2 separate regions of the Rattus norvegicus genome follow, and region 2 is linked to region 1. Evidence: chromatin contacts called from public Hi-C data. All regions are on one chromosome and are shown on one strand. Each heading gives the region's core, a stretch centred on a gene start, on an enhancer-like site or on the middle of the called end of the contact. The rest is flanking DNA. Distances are from core to core; before and after follow the strand shown.

Region 1 (6,148 bases), core at 1,975-4,474:
TATCAAGATAGTATGAATGCTCCTGCCTTCGATACTTCATAACACATTATGAAGAGAATCCAAGCAAGAATGTCAAGTTTCTCAAGTATGCCTTCATTCATCCATGGCTTCCACTGCTCTCAAACTCATCCTTGTCTTTAACTTCTAGGACCTGGCCACAGGATGTTATATAGATCTACTTTCACCAAAGCAAACAAAATGATTTGGGCTTACAGTTGGAAGACTGCTTTAAAAAAAAAAGGTAGATCTGAGAAATTCTGTAATGTATATAAATATATCCGAGGCTTGTAAACTAAGACTGTATATTAACTATTACTTAATCAGTGGAAATAAGCCACCAAAGCAGTTTCTGAGTAAAAACAAAACACATCGAGCAAAGAAAAGCCCTAATAGAAAAATGAGTGAAACAGGCAGACTGAAACTATCTTAGGATAACTTTATTACAGGAGCATTACATCCTTTTGAAGCTTTAAAACTTGCTTTTCTCGTTGGAGATGGCTCTCCAGCCTGTTTGACTGGGGTCTGAAGCAGGCCTTGTGCATGAGAATGAGGCACTTTTCCTAGCTACATTTCCAAGCCCTACATCTTTGTCTCTGAACAAGAACTTTATTCTACAATACTTGGCCAATAGGGACCAAAAAGGTATGTTGACCTGGTGATACAGATATGAAGGAAGTATTTCTTTCTTAATTCCTTAAGTATTTGAAAAATACTTCATGACCTCAACCTAGGTGGTGATGATGAATTATGCTGTAGGATTCTTAATTTAAAGTTCTAGAATTAAATCTCATGTGTCCTAACATTTACAGCTTGTAAGCCTGCCATCAAGTTTAACACACTACCACTTTTTGCCTAAATTCTTTAATGAAATGGGATGGACAACCTATAAATGGTCCACTTACTCTAGAAGAGTAATTGTGGAGACCTAAGAGGTGAGTGCATTGACTGGGGGAGGAGGGTGTACAAATTAAAGGGGTACATTTTGCATTTGGGAAACAGTTATTTCAGATGTAAAACTCCCTGCTAGTCATTTTTGGACATGCTATTTATCTTGGGCGCTGAGAAAGGACTTTTCTAATAAAGCTCAAGGTGAGAGTCTCTAAACTGCTGTCTAGTAGAGCCAACTGGTGGGATTGGCAGGGGAGAGGATGACACACCCAAAACCTTCAGAAGCAAAATAAAGAAAACTACAAATTGGGAAATTCAGACTGTGAGCAAAGGTAAAAACACTGAATAGAGAAAGTGACTTTAATCAGTTTCACCCATATCATAAATGAATATACAGCTAACCTCTCTTTGTAAGGTGAGATCAATATACAATATAGCAATGTAATGGTTTAGTAATTGAGATATTAGACAGAAATAGCCTAGGTATAAGTTGTATCACTTCTCCTGGTCACTCCAAATGTGTTTTTAATTCAAGGTTGCCCTTTCAGAAAAAAAGGTCACTTAAGGACAGCTAAGTTCAATGAGATACCAATTACTACTTATTCAAAAATAACCAAAACTGCATTTCAAAAGAGGAAAATAAATACATAAAAAGATTAAAGACGCATCCTCCTTAAGCTGCTACGGCATTATTTATACAGTGATCAATGACTATGTGGCTTTACTGACAGTGATTTCTAAAGCATGAAGCACTACATAGCACTATCTGTCACTTCAATAAAATACACTTGAAAAATCCTATTCACGCTAGCCAATTCTAATTTTTAAAATCCCTCTAACATCCAAGTACTCATCAATTAAACTACGAAAAGATAAACTTAAATATACATATATAAACACTTCAAGAGGGTGAGACCGGATTGAAAAAATCTAACTTTAATACGATGTCAACTAAGAAAATACATAGAAATTCCAAGGCTAAACTAGTGTTTTCCAAGAAATAAAAAATTAAGTGTTTTGTTGTTTCCGGCTGCCTAACAATTACATGTAAAGGCAGAGAGTTAAGATGGGAGGGATTTATACAAACTAACTAATGTCGTGGAAGAGGCATCCTTTAAATAACTGTGGTAGGGTGAATAAGAGGAAAAAGGTTGGCAACTGTCCTCAAAACCACTTATGTGTTTGGGGGATTCGAGATCAGACAGGCCTCTTCCTCCACCAAGTATTGCAACGTACAGCGTAAAAAATGTAGTCGTCTCTCTAGGTCACCACACAGAGCAAGTTCTAACTCTTGACTAGGTTCATTAATACAAACCTACAACTTTAAAAGTCACTTTAGCCAACCACACTACTATCAGAAACAATTGCTTTAATCAAACACATTCCTTTCTATCTCCTTTCAGCTTTCAAGACACAGTCACAAACCAAACTGAATGTTTAGGTTCCAGGGTGCGTCCCTTCTCCTCCCCATTATCTCCCTCCATGGACACAAGAACATTTTTTTTAGTTCAAACACACTGATACCTAGCACTCATAATCTACTCTTTATGCAACCTGCTTAATTTTGAAAGTTCTAATAAGACGTGTTAACGTTGGAGACGAAAAACTACCTTATAAGGCTATAAAAGACGGAAAGCAGGAAGCGGCTTTGACAAAACTAAGGAAGTTGCAGCGCGCTTGCTCACTAAGGGACTTTTTTTGAGGCAAGAGCAATAACCCCATGAGATCCTCCTCGCTGGAACTGACTTGGTTCAATGGGTAGTGGGAGATGGCTAAGAATGGGTGTGGGCGGAAAAGAGGCGGCGCGTGGGTCCTCTGCAAAAGCCCCCATTCTAGCTTCCCATTTTCACAGCCCGGTTCTCCGCTCTCCCCACCCACACGCCCTAGAGATTGAGGGTTGTCACCGCGATCTTGCAAAACCCGCAAGGAGCGCTTCTCTTTTTTCCCTTGGTCCTACGCCTGGAGATTCCCTGAGAGTCCCCTAGTTCACAGGCAGGAAGAGGAGAGATGGGAAAGGAAAGCCAGGTGGGCCAGACGGCCTTCCCAGAAGGGAAGGGCCTGAAAAGATCTTCGTCCCAGAAGGCTGAAGCGACCGAACCAGGGAGGCTCCCGGCACCACCCGTCGCCAGTCTGGCCGGCTCACCCCATTCATCTCCCTCCTCCGGCTGTCCCCAGACTCAGTTTCCCCACCCAGAAGACCCGCCGTACCCCGTGCCACAGTCCACCACACAGGCCGGCAGCCGTCCCGCCATCTTCCTCCTCGCCCGCCGCTGCCGTCCGTTCCGTGCTGCTAAGAGGCCGGGGATAGAGATGTGAGCTAGCTGACCATGCACTGGCCTGGGCCGCCCTCGGTCCTGAGGGAGGAAGGGAGGGAGCTGTGGGAAGCCCGAGCAGTAGCGAGTGAGCAGTAGGCTAGTACTTCCGCAAGCCCAGCAGGCTGGCCGGCCGGCAGGCTGTCCCCGCCCTGCCCCGCCGCGGCCTCCTCCTCCACCCCTCCGCTCTCGGCCCTCCTCCTCCTCCTCACTCCCGCCCCCACCCTACAACTTCTTCCCCTCACACTGCCTTTCCGCGGGTAGCCAAGATGGCCGCCGCTGCCGACGCCCCGGCCAGGCCAGGCCCCAGGCCGCGATCGCTCCCACTTCCGGTTCCGGGTGGGAGGGGCGAGTGCGCGCGCGCGCTGTAATGTGCGACCGCCGGGCCTCGGCTCCCTTCCAGATAACCAGAAACTCCACTTTGGGTTTTCAGATAGCTAGAAACCCAGTAGCCAAGCTAAGCATTAATGCTTTCCGAAGCGGCTGCACATGCGCAGTGGTGTGCAGCTGTGGGTCGAGGCTCCGGTTCCAACTTGCTAATATTCCACTTCACATTTTCTGGCCGGTGAAAGCCGAGAAGTCAGGCAGTTACTTAATTATGAAGCTGGCTTTTGGTAGTGGTGTGTGTGTGTGTTTCTTCTCTGCTAACTTGAGGAATGAACAGAAGGCTTCTCTACTGTGGGGAAACGTGGTCAGCAGCATGCCCCTATGATCGCTCTAGGTGTGCAGTCAGAAAAGAGATGAACAAAGGTTTGTGTCCTGAGATTTACGTCAGTTATACTATTACATTGTAGTTTCAAAGCTCACCCAAATGGTGGGCCTCTGCCTTTAAGAAGGCAAGGATCCAAGACGTTAGGTTAAACAGTAACAACAAACCCACCTTCTCCAGGGTTTGGGGATTCCTCTGTGTCATCAAGGAAGGCAAGTGTTGGATCAGGTAAAGGTGCTTGCACTCACTAACCTGAGTTTGATCCCTGGAGGTGCACACGCTGGAAGGAATGAAAAGACCCCCACAAGTTGTTCTTTGAGTTTGCACACGTTCTCCCCCTCACACGAAAATGTAAAACAATAAAAATAAAAAAATAAGCTTCCCAGAGGTTCTACATAGCCTGCACAGATGGCCTTTATTTGGGTTTTGGGGTGATGATAAACTTCCTCCAAGAGTAGTGAGATTGTCTCAGGCCTTTAAGAAAGGCCAGCCTCCCAGAGGTTGTGTTCTACATTATAGACTCTGTGCAGGTACCTGGCCTCTATTCAGGTTGGAGTGATAATGGATTTCCTTCTGTGTAATACTGTTAGCTTGAAACTTTTTCTAGTAAAAAAAAAAAAAAAAAAAAAAGAAAGAAAAAGATATGTGTTTTTTACATTACAGACTTAAAAGGCAATACTTTTAAAAACTTGAATACATCAGAGTAATGTAGAAAGTGTAAAGTGCTTTGCTAGGTCATATCTCAGGGGATTATGCAAAAATCAATGTGCAGTAGAACCTGAGAATTTACTTTCTCATCAGCAGGAACCTGGAAAGTTAACAGCTTTCCTCCCCAACAGACTTGTCTTTTATTTATTCTTTAGCATTTCCATGCATGTAAACACTGTATCTTGACTGAATTTTCCCAGAACCCTCTCTCTAGCTCCCCTGGATATCCCAATGTATTCTTCCTCATCATTGTCCTTTTACTCCTCCTCCTTCCTTCATGCCCCCTCTGTTTTGTGTGTGTGTGTTTTGTTTTTTTTTTTTATTTAGTTTTATGTAATCCACTGCATCCCATCAGTCTGGTCTGTTGAAACACTGACTGATCTTGGCTTGATCTTAAGGTGACGGTAACTGCAATGTCATACCTGCAAAATCTGTGTCACGTCCAGAAGACAGCATCTTCTGGTTCTTCTATTCTCCCCACCCCCTCCTCCATGCTCCCTCAGCTTTGTGTAGTGGTGAAGGTCGATACAGATGGACCATATAAGGCTGAGCATTCAGTAGTCACTTAGACCTCAGCACTCAGGCCAGGTTTGTATCTGCTTTAACTGCTAACTAATGCAAAGAGAAACTTCTCCACCCAAGGACAGCTCCAGTCTCTGTGTAGAAATATCAATGTTTAGAAGGTCTATTGAGTAGGGCAACAGGTTTCCCTATACAGCCTGTGACCTCCTAAGCCCTGGGCCTTTTGGACAGGTTTAGCATACTAGACATAAATTCCTTTCTGAAGAGCAGGCCTCAGAACTCATCCAGAAGTGTTTGGTCACCCCCGTTACCTCTGTGCCATACTGCACTGGAGAACATATTTTGAACAGGCTAATCTAGGTTTGCTAATATAAGACAATAATAATACATTAAGAAAGGATGTGTTTATTCAATACAGAATATTATGTTATCAGGTGGCAAACTGACCCGAGGGGGTAAAATATTGACTTTCCACTTATTATTGTTAATAATTTGACAGAAAAATATTTCTCACCTGCTCTGTATGGCAGAGACTATACTGACCCTTAATATAGTGGGGCAAAGTATAGATAAGAGGTGTGATCTCAGAGTTCTGCCCATGAGTAGAAAAACAGATTGTATTAGGAATCACAAAAAATGCTGAGAACTGTGAGGAACGGGTGAAGGGTTGGAAAACAGCGGAGCAGTCACACTTGAACAGCATAAGTGGTTCGGCCACAGATCTTAAGAAACAGAGGAAAGGAGGGAGGGAGGCCCCCAAGAAGAGAAAATGCAAGTATCTGACCTGAGGCAGCACTGGGGGAGGGGAGTCTAACTTCTTCCCCTCAGTGGTTAAAATGAAGACAGCCAAAGAGGATGTGATGAAAACGGAACCCTGAGAAAGAGGATGGTGCAGACATCAGTAGAGACTTCTAAGCATATTCAAGCTTATCCCAAAGCAACTTATCCAAAGAACTAGGAAAAAAAGGTTTGGCTGTGAGAGCTGAACTTTCTGGAAAGAGTAGCATCT
Region 2 (6,376 bases), core at 2,726-5,225, 150 kb after region 1:
AACCTGGGTCCAAGACCTGACACAGTGGTTATGGAGGATGCTGCTTACTAGCTTGTCTTTCAAGGCTTGCTCAGACTGCTTTCTTAGAGCACCCAGAACCACCAGTCCAAGGGTGCACCACCCACTATAGTCTGGGCCATCCCACATGAATCACTAATAGAAAAAAGTGCCCTGCACCCTTGCCTACAGCCAGGCTTACAGAAATATTTTCTCACTGCAAGTTTCTACCTCTCAGGTGACTCAAGCTCATGTCAAGTTGACTCAAAACCGGCCAACACAGTCAGGCTGGTGCTGCAGCAGAAAAACCACAGCAGGCCAGTGTTCTAGGTAAATTTCTACTGTTTTGGTAAGGACCGTGACCAAAAGCAACCTGAGGAGGAATGAGTTTATTTGGCTTACACGTCTACTTCATAGTTCTGGTGGTTTGAATATGCTTGGCCCAGGGAGTGGCACTATTAGGAGATGTGGCCTTCTTGGAGGAAGTGTGTCATTGCTGGGGTGGGCTTTGAGAAACCCTCCGTCTAGTTGCCTGGAAATCAGTCTTCTCACAGCTGCCTTCTGAACAAAATGTAGACCCCTCAGCTCCTCCAGTGCCATGCCTTCCTGGACATTGTCATGCTCCTGCCTTGATGATAATGTACTGAACCTCTGAACCTGTAAGCCAGTCACAATTAAATGTTGTCATTTATAAGAGTTGCCTTGGTCATAGTGTCATATTGTCTCATCACAGCGATGAAAATCCTAAGACAATAGTCTCTTATTGAGGGAGTCAAGCAGGGCAGGAACCTGGAGGCAGGAACTGAAGCAGAGGCTGTGGAGGGTGCTGCTTACTGGCTTACTCCTCAGTTTTCTTATATGACCAAGTAACCACATGTACCAGGAATGGCACTGCTCTCAGTGGGCTGTGCCCTCTCACATCAGTCATTGATTAAGAAAATACCCTACGATCCAATCTGATGGAGGCATTTTTCCAGCTCCTTCTTCCCAGATGATCCTGAATTGTGCCAAACCTAAAAAAATAAAATCTAGCCAGATTAGCCTGGTTTTATGGAGCAGTCTTGGAGAATTTTCCTCACACAAACACTGCCCTTTAGCAGATGCTCTGGGAATACAGGCTAATAGTAGTAACTCCTGTGTACGAGCTCTCATTTTAAGCAACCCGTATTTATAGATGGAGAAACTGAGGTACACTGTAGATAATCCTAACTATTCTATAACACATTTTCTGAAATAAAACCCATGTGCTGGGTGTGTGGTAGTACACACCTTTGATCCCAGCATTTGGGATGGAGAGGCAGGCAGATTTGTGTGATTTCAAGGCCATCTAGGGTTACCAAGTGAGATGCTGTGTCAAAACAAACAAACTGGATCTCTCTCTCTCTCTCTCTCTCTCTCTCTCTCTCTCTCTCTCTCTCTCTCTCTGATAGAGTCTCACTATATAGCTTTAGTTTTCTTGTAACTCACTATGTAGACCAGGCTGGCCTTGAAATTAAAGTACGGGGATTAAAGCATGCCTAGCCTTGAGACTGATTCACCATGCTTTATTTTGAACTATATCAGACATATAGCATAAAAATTATACTTACTATGACTACTAAAGATGTTAATGAGAGACAAAAACTTTGGCTGGAATAATATAATGTATGGGTATAGCCAAATCCCTATTATGCAGTACAGTAATTTCAAATATATGCTATATTATGGCTATAATTTTTTCTACTCTGAAGGATAAGCTCCCCCCTCTTCATTTTTAAGACCCTCAATAGGGCACATATTCTTGGAAATTGATGGAACTAGTCCATGGTCTACCTTCCTGCTTCCAAGGTCCATTTACGATATTGTTCTTGAAAAGAGGGTGGACCAAATTTTAAACAGGTAAGAACAGACAGTAGGAGTCTTAGGGTTTTACGGCTGTGGACAGACACCATGATTAAGGCGACTCTTATAAGGACAACATTTAATTGGGGCTGGCTTACAGGTTCAGAGATTCAGTCCATTATCATCAAGGAGGGAGCATGACAGCATCCAGGCAGGCATGGTACATGAGCTGAGTTCTACATCTTCATCTGAAGGCTGCTAGGAGAATACTGACTTCCAGGCAGCTAGGAAGAGGGTCTTAAAGCCCATGCCCACAGTGACACACCCACTCCAAGGCCACACCTCCAAATAGTGTCACTTCCTGGGCCAAACATATTCAAACCACTAAAGTGTTTAATCATTTGTTCTTAACTGAATGGCCAAGCAAATTGTATTTGTTTGTGTGCAGGAGTATATGGATGGAGGTGAGAGAGTATTAGGTCTCTAATTAGGGAGCTCTGTCACTTACCCTCTTACACCTGTGACAAGGGTCTCTTACTAAACCTGAAGTGTCTGGCAACCAGCAAGACAGATCTTCCCAGTTCTGTCTCTCACAGTGCTGGGATTACAAATGTACACATGATCAAGCCGAACTTTTTACTGGGGTGATAGGGATCTGAAACCAGGACCTCCCGCTTTCACAGCAAGGACTTTTGCCCACAGAGTCATTTCTCCTGTTCCAGCAGTGGGTTTCTCAATGACTGGAAGTGTTCGATGCCAGGTGTGTGTGTGTGTGTGTGTGTGTGTGTGTGTGTGTGTGTGTGTGTGTGTGTATGTGTGTGTGTGTGTGTGTGTCTTTCTTTTAAATCTGACCAGATCACAAAATGTTCATGTTACTTTTTGTCATTAGACTATGTAGACAAAGAGTTAAAAGAGAAAGGATGGACCACACTGTGATTACATGAGCAAAACCCAAAATTATTTCTTTGCCTCCTTTGATAAAAATGCTAACAATGCAATTCTGGCCACAGAAGCCTTAAGTCTTGTGTTTTCTAAATATAAATCAGGATGCTGGCGAACTTCTATTTTATGCGAGCTTCAATAAACTTAAAACCCCATACTTTAGTCAGGCTAGCATCTGTGGGGGGTCTTAATTTGTCACAGGTTGATTTGATTCCTTTCTGTTTGACCTGATGTAAACATACACCCGAGGCACTCACAACATTTTATGCTATTTTTTTTTATGGGTTAAAATACAGTGAGGGCCAGAGAGATGAGTAACTTGGCCTAGACAACTACTAACTGCAAGAATGAAGCTCTAGTTTAAGGACAAAAACGATCTAGGAATCCAACGGGTGCCAAGCTACACTGACTGTTTTTAGAAAGAGCTACTGGAAAATGCTTGCCTAAACTTTGGAGGAAAATGTGCAGTCAGCTTTCGCTTCAGGGCGGGGCTGGGGTGAAGTCTGGCAGCCTTTCCACGGCTGGGCTCTCCCTGTCCTACATACCCCCACCCTCCTCCCTTCGCTTTCTTCCCTTCTCTTCCCCTTCGCGCCACCAACGTGACTCCAAGCCAGAAGCCAGTTAGCAGCTGGAGTCCACACTACCGCAACATCAACCGGTTGACTAGCCCTGCGCCGGCCAGAAGTGGCGCCCAGCGTGACGTAACCCGCGCGCCTTCAATCTTGAGGCCAGAGGGCGGGGCCACAGGAGCTTGCTGGGCAGGGGCGGGGCCTGCCAGGCTCTCCGGGGGCCGGGCTCTGGGCTGACTACTCGGGTTTAGGGTAGGGATTGTCAACTGGGGGAGGAGCCCGGATGGACGAACTGACAACTGAGTGGTTGACTCAGTGATGGGGAGGATGTCACCTAGTTGGTGGACAAGCTGGGGGCCTAGAGTCTCCAGGATGGGGTCCAGGGTGCCTGGAGAGGTTCCTGTCTACCAGGCTGTGCGGCCAGGTTCGCTATCCAGGGAAAGAGCTTGCCTGGGATCTCGCAGCATTGCTTAGCTAATTGGTCGGGGGCGGGTCCAGGTTGTCGCTGGTCGGGAGGTGGAGCCTGTTTGACTGACGGACAGGGGGCGGGGCCTGCCTGTTGGCCAGCCGTGGGATGGGCTTGTTTGGCCAGCAATGGGCGTGGCCTGGCTGGCTGACCGACCGGGGGCGGGGCCTGGGCCGCGGCCGCAATCCGGGCCTCCAGGACTTTCGCTGCCAGCGCCGTCGGTCGGGTGGCCTGGGTCACTCCCCTCAGTGGGGCCGAGTGCTGGCCTGCCTGACAGCCGCGGCCCTAAGCCGAGGGGTAGCGCGGTGACTGAGATTGGGTCTGCTGTGCGGCAGGATGCTGGGGTCTGTGCGTGCGGTGTGAGGCGGCGGCGCTGGGCGGCGGGCCGGGCCGGGGCCGCTCATGGTGCCGCCACGACTCCATCGAGGGGCAGGAAGGCCAGGTAGGCGGTGGGCCGGCGACCGCGGCCATGGAGGACGGGTCAGAGTCCTCTCACCCCTCACAAGGCAAGAGGCTCGGTTTTCCTCACGTCTTTTCCTCACCAAGAGGCGATTTCCCTGTCCCAGCTGTTTTCTGTTGTCCTCTCATACTGCAGCCAGGGTGTAGTGACTGGGCGTGTGGGGAGCGAGGATGATCTTGGTCCTCACATGAGGGGAGTGGAACCTCGCACATCACTTCCTGTCAGCGAGCCGAATCCCCTGGAGATGGGGGGTAAGGACACTTTTGATGCACGCGCGCGTGTCTAGACTGCCAGGGCGGATGTCCTGAAGAGAGGATCTAGAGAGTTCTGTTTGTGAGACTTCGAGGATATGTTTATGGCTCTCTTTAGTGTGCCATATATGGAATGTTTTTTTTTTTTTTTTAACCCTCCTGGTACCCAGGACTTCTTTTAAGTATAATTTTTTCTTTTGGGAGAGCTGGGGTTGTCAGGTTGGGACAGGTGTTATGTATCTGAGACTGGTCTCAAAATCATATCTTCTGCCTTAAAGAAGCACCGGCACCCCTGTTTTATGCACTGGTTCCATTGACCTCAGGGCTATCTCCATTCGCTCTACCAACTGAACTACACCTCCAGCCTGGGTTTCTTTTTTTTTTTTTTTTTTTTTTTTTTTGTTATTTTATGATCTGGTCTCATGTGACCCATGTTGGCCTTGACCTCACCCTGTATTCTGACTTTGATCTTCTGATTCTGCCGTTCCCCTACTTCCCAAGTGCTAGAATTTATAGATGTGTGCCTCTGTGCCCAGTTTGGGAAGTGGTTGGGATGGAACCCAAGAACTCATGCGTGCTAACTAGGCAAGCAAGCATTACACTACTGAGTTCCATGCCCAGAGTGTGGCTTCTGTTGAACACATTTTGATAGTCTTTGAAGGTGAAGAGTGGAAAAGATGCTGCTTTATACTTGAACTTTTCCTAAGCGTTATTTCCGTGGTGCTGTTTTAGGTGGGCTGAGCTCTTCACCTCCATTTAGACAGGTATCTGCTCGCTTTGCCCGCATTGCATTTGAGGATCTCAGAGAAGCCCTCGCCACAAGGTAAATCGTACACTTCATCCAAATGTCTCCTGTTTCCTTGCCCTGGCTTTCTAATTTTTATGTGGGTTCTTCTCAAAGAGACTCTAATGAGATCTGTGTTTTCTAAATTAACAGACTGCAAATGGTTTATGTGTTTATCATGAACCGTGTGAATTCCCAGAGCAGTGGCTTCAGTCAGCGCAGGCGAATGGCCCTGGGGATAGTGATTCTCCTGCTGGTTGATGTGATATGGGTGGCGTCCTCAGAACTCACCTCAGTATGTATTTCTCCACCAATGGTATTGCACTGTGGTAGAATTAACGCTCACCTGTAGTAACGTTGCTAATGACGTAGGATGACAAGTAGTGTCAAGCTGTAGTATTTCTCTGTTAGTGCCTCATGCGTCTAACACCAGTATTTTAAACATTGTTGAATTCTTTGTTTTTCTTTGGTACTGAATTAATGTCATTTCAAGTAAAAATTGACATGATGCTTTTGTTCTTTCCTGAAGTTACAAAAGCGCTCTCTCTCTCTCTCTCTCTCTCTCTCTCTCTCTCTCTCTCTCTCTTTGTGTGTGTGTGTGTGTGTGTGTGTGTGTGTCTGTATATATGCAGATGTGTGTACATGTTCCTGTAGAGGCCAGAAGGGGGCATCTGATCTGGGTCCTTGGAACTCAAACGCAATTGTGAGCCACCCGGCATGGGTACTGGGGACTGAACTCTGAAGGAACACTAAGCTCTGTGGACCATGGAGCCATTTCTACAGTCCTACCTGCAGCTTTCTCACATTTGTAGAGAACATATCACAGAATATATTTTCTAATTACACAAAGGTGGTTTTGTTTTTAGTCAATATTGAATTTATTTCTTCATAAATACTGTTTTTTATGAACATTGAGGGCCAGTAGAAAGTATAGTCTGGGCATTTAGCTTAGTAGATTCTTGCTAATTTGAAAAAGAAGCTATTTTTGGAAAAGTAAACACGAGCCATCAGATTTTTCATGTACAAGTCACCGTGATCCACATGCGTACGCTGGTGAAGCCACATCTGTGTGCTTGCTGAGTCACA

The links. Hi-C and Micro-C count contacts between places; a contact is called where the count stands out from the background.
Region 2: a Hi-C map of liver shows a contact between it and region 1, with 2.8 times the contacts expected there. The contact joins the promoter of Slc35f5 here to the promoter of Actr3 in region 1. A contact is called at or near these places in 10 of 12 Hi-C or Micro-C datasets (the A7r5 cell line, the Rat2 cell line, Schwann cells and 6 more) and 1 of 1 datasets of contacts at active chromatin or transcription factors (oligodendrocytes).

Annotation. Positions count from the first base shown.
Region 1 is chr13:39,393,285-39,399,432 of GRCr8, forward strand. It overlaps Actr3 (actin related protein 3), which reads right to left and starts at 3,225. Exons shown (of 12, transcript NM_031068.1): 1 at 3,097-3,225. The coding sequence starts at 3,140. It overlaps LOC102554198 (a long non-coding RNA gene), which reads left to right and starts at 3,646. Exons shown (of 5, transcript XR_010056987.1): 1 at 3,646-3,950.
Region 2 is chr13:39,541,221-39,547,596 of GRCr8, forward strand. It overlaps Slc35f5 (solute carrier family 35, member F5), which reads left to right and starts at 3,976. Exons shown (of 16, transcript NM_001105950.1): 1 at 3,976-4,237; 2 at 5,239-5,329; 3 at 5,444-5,585. The coding sequence starts at 4,198.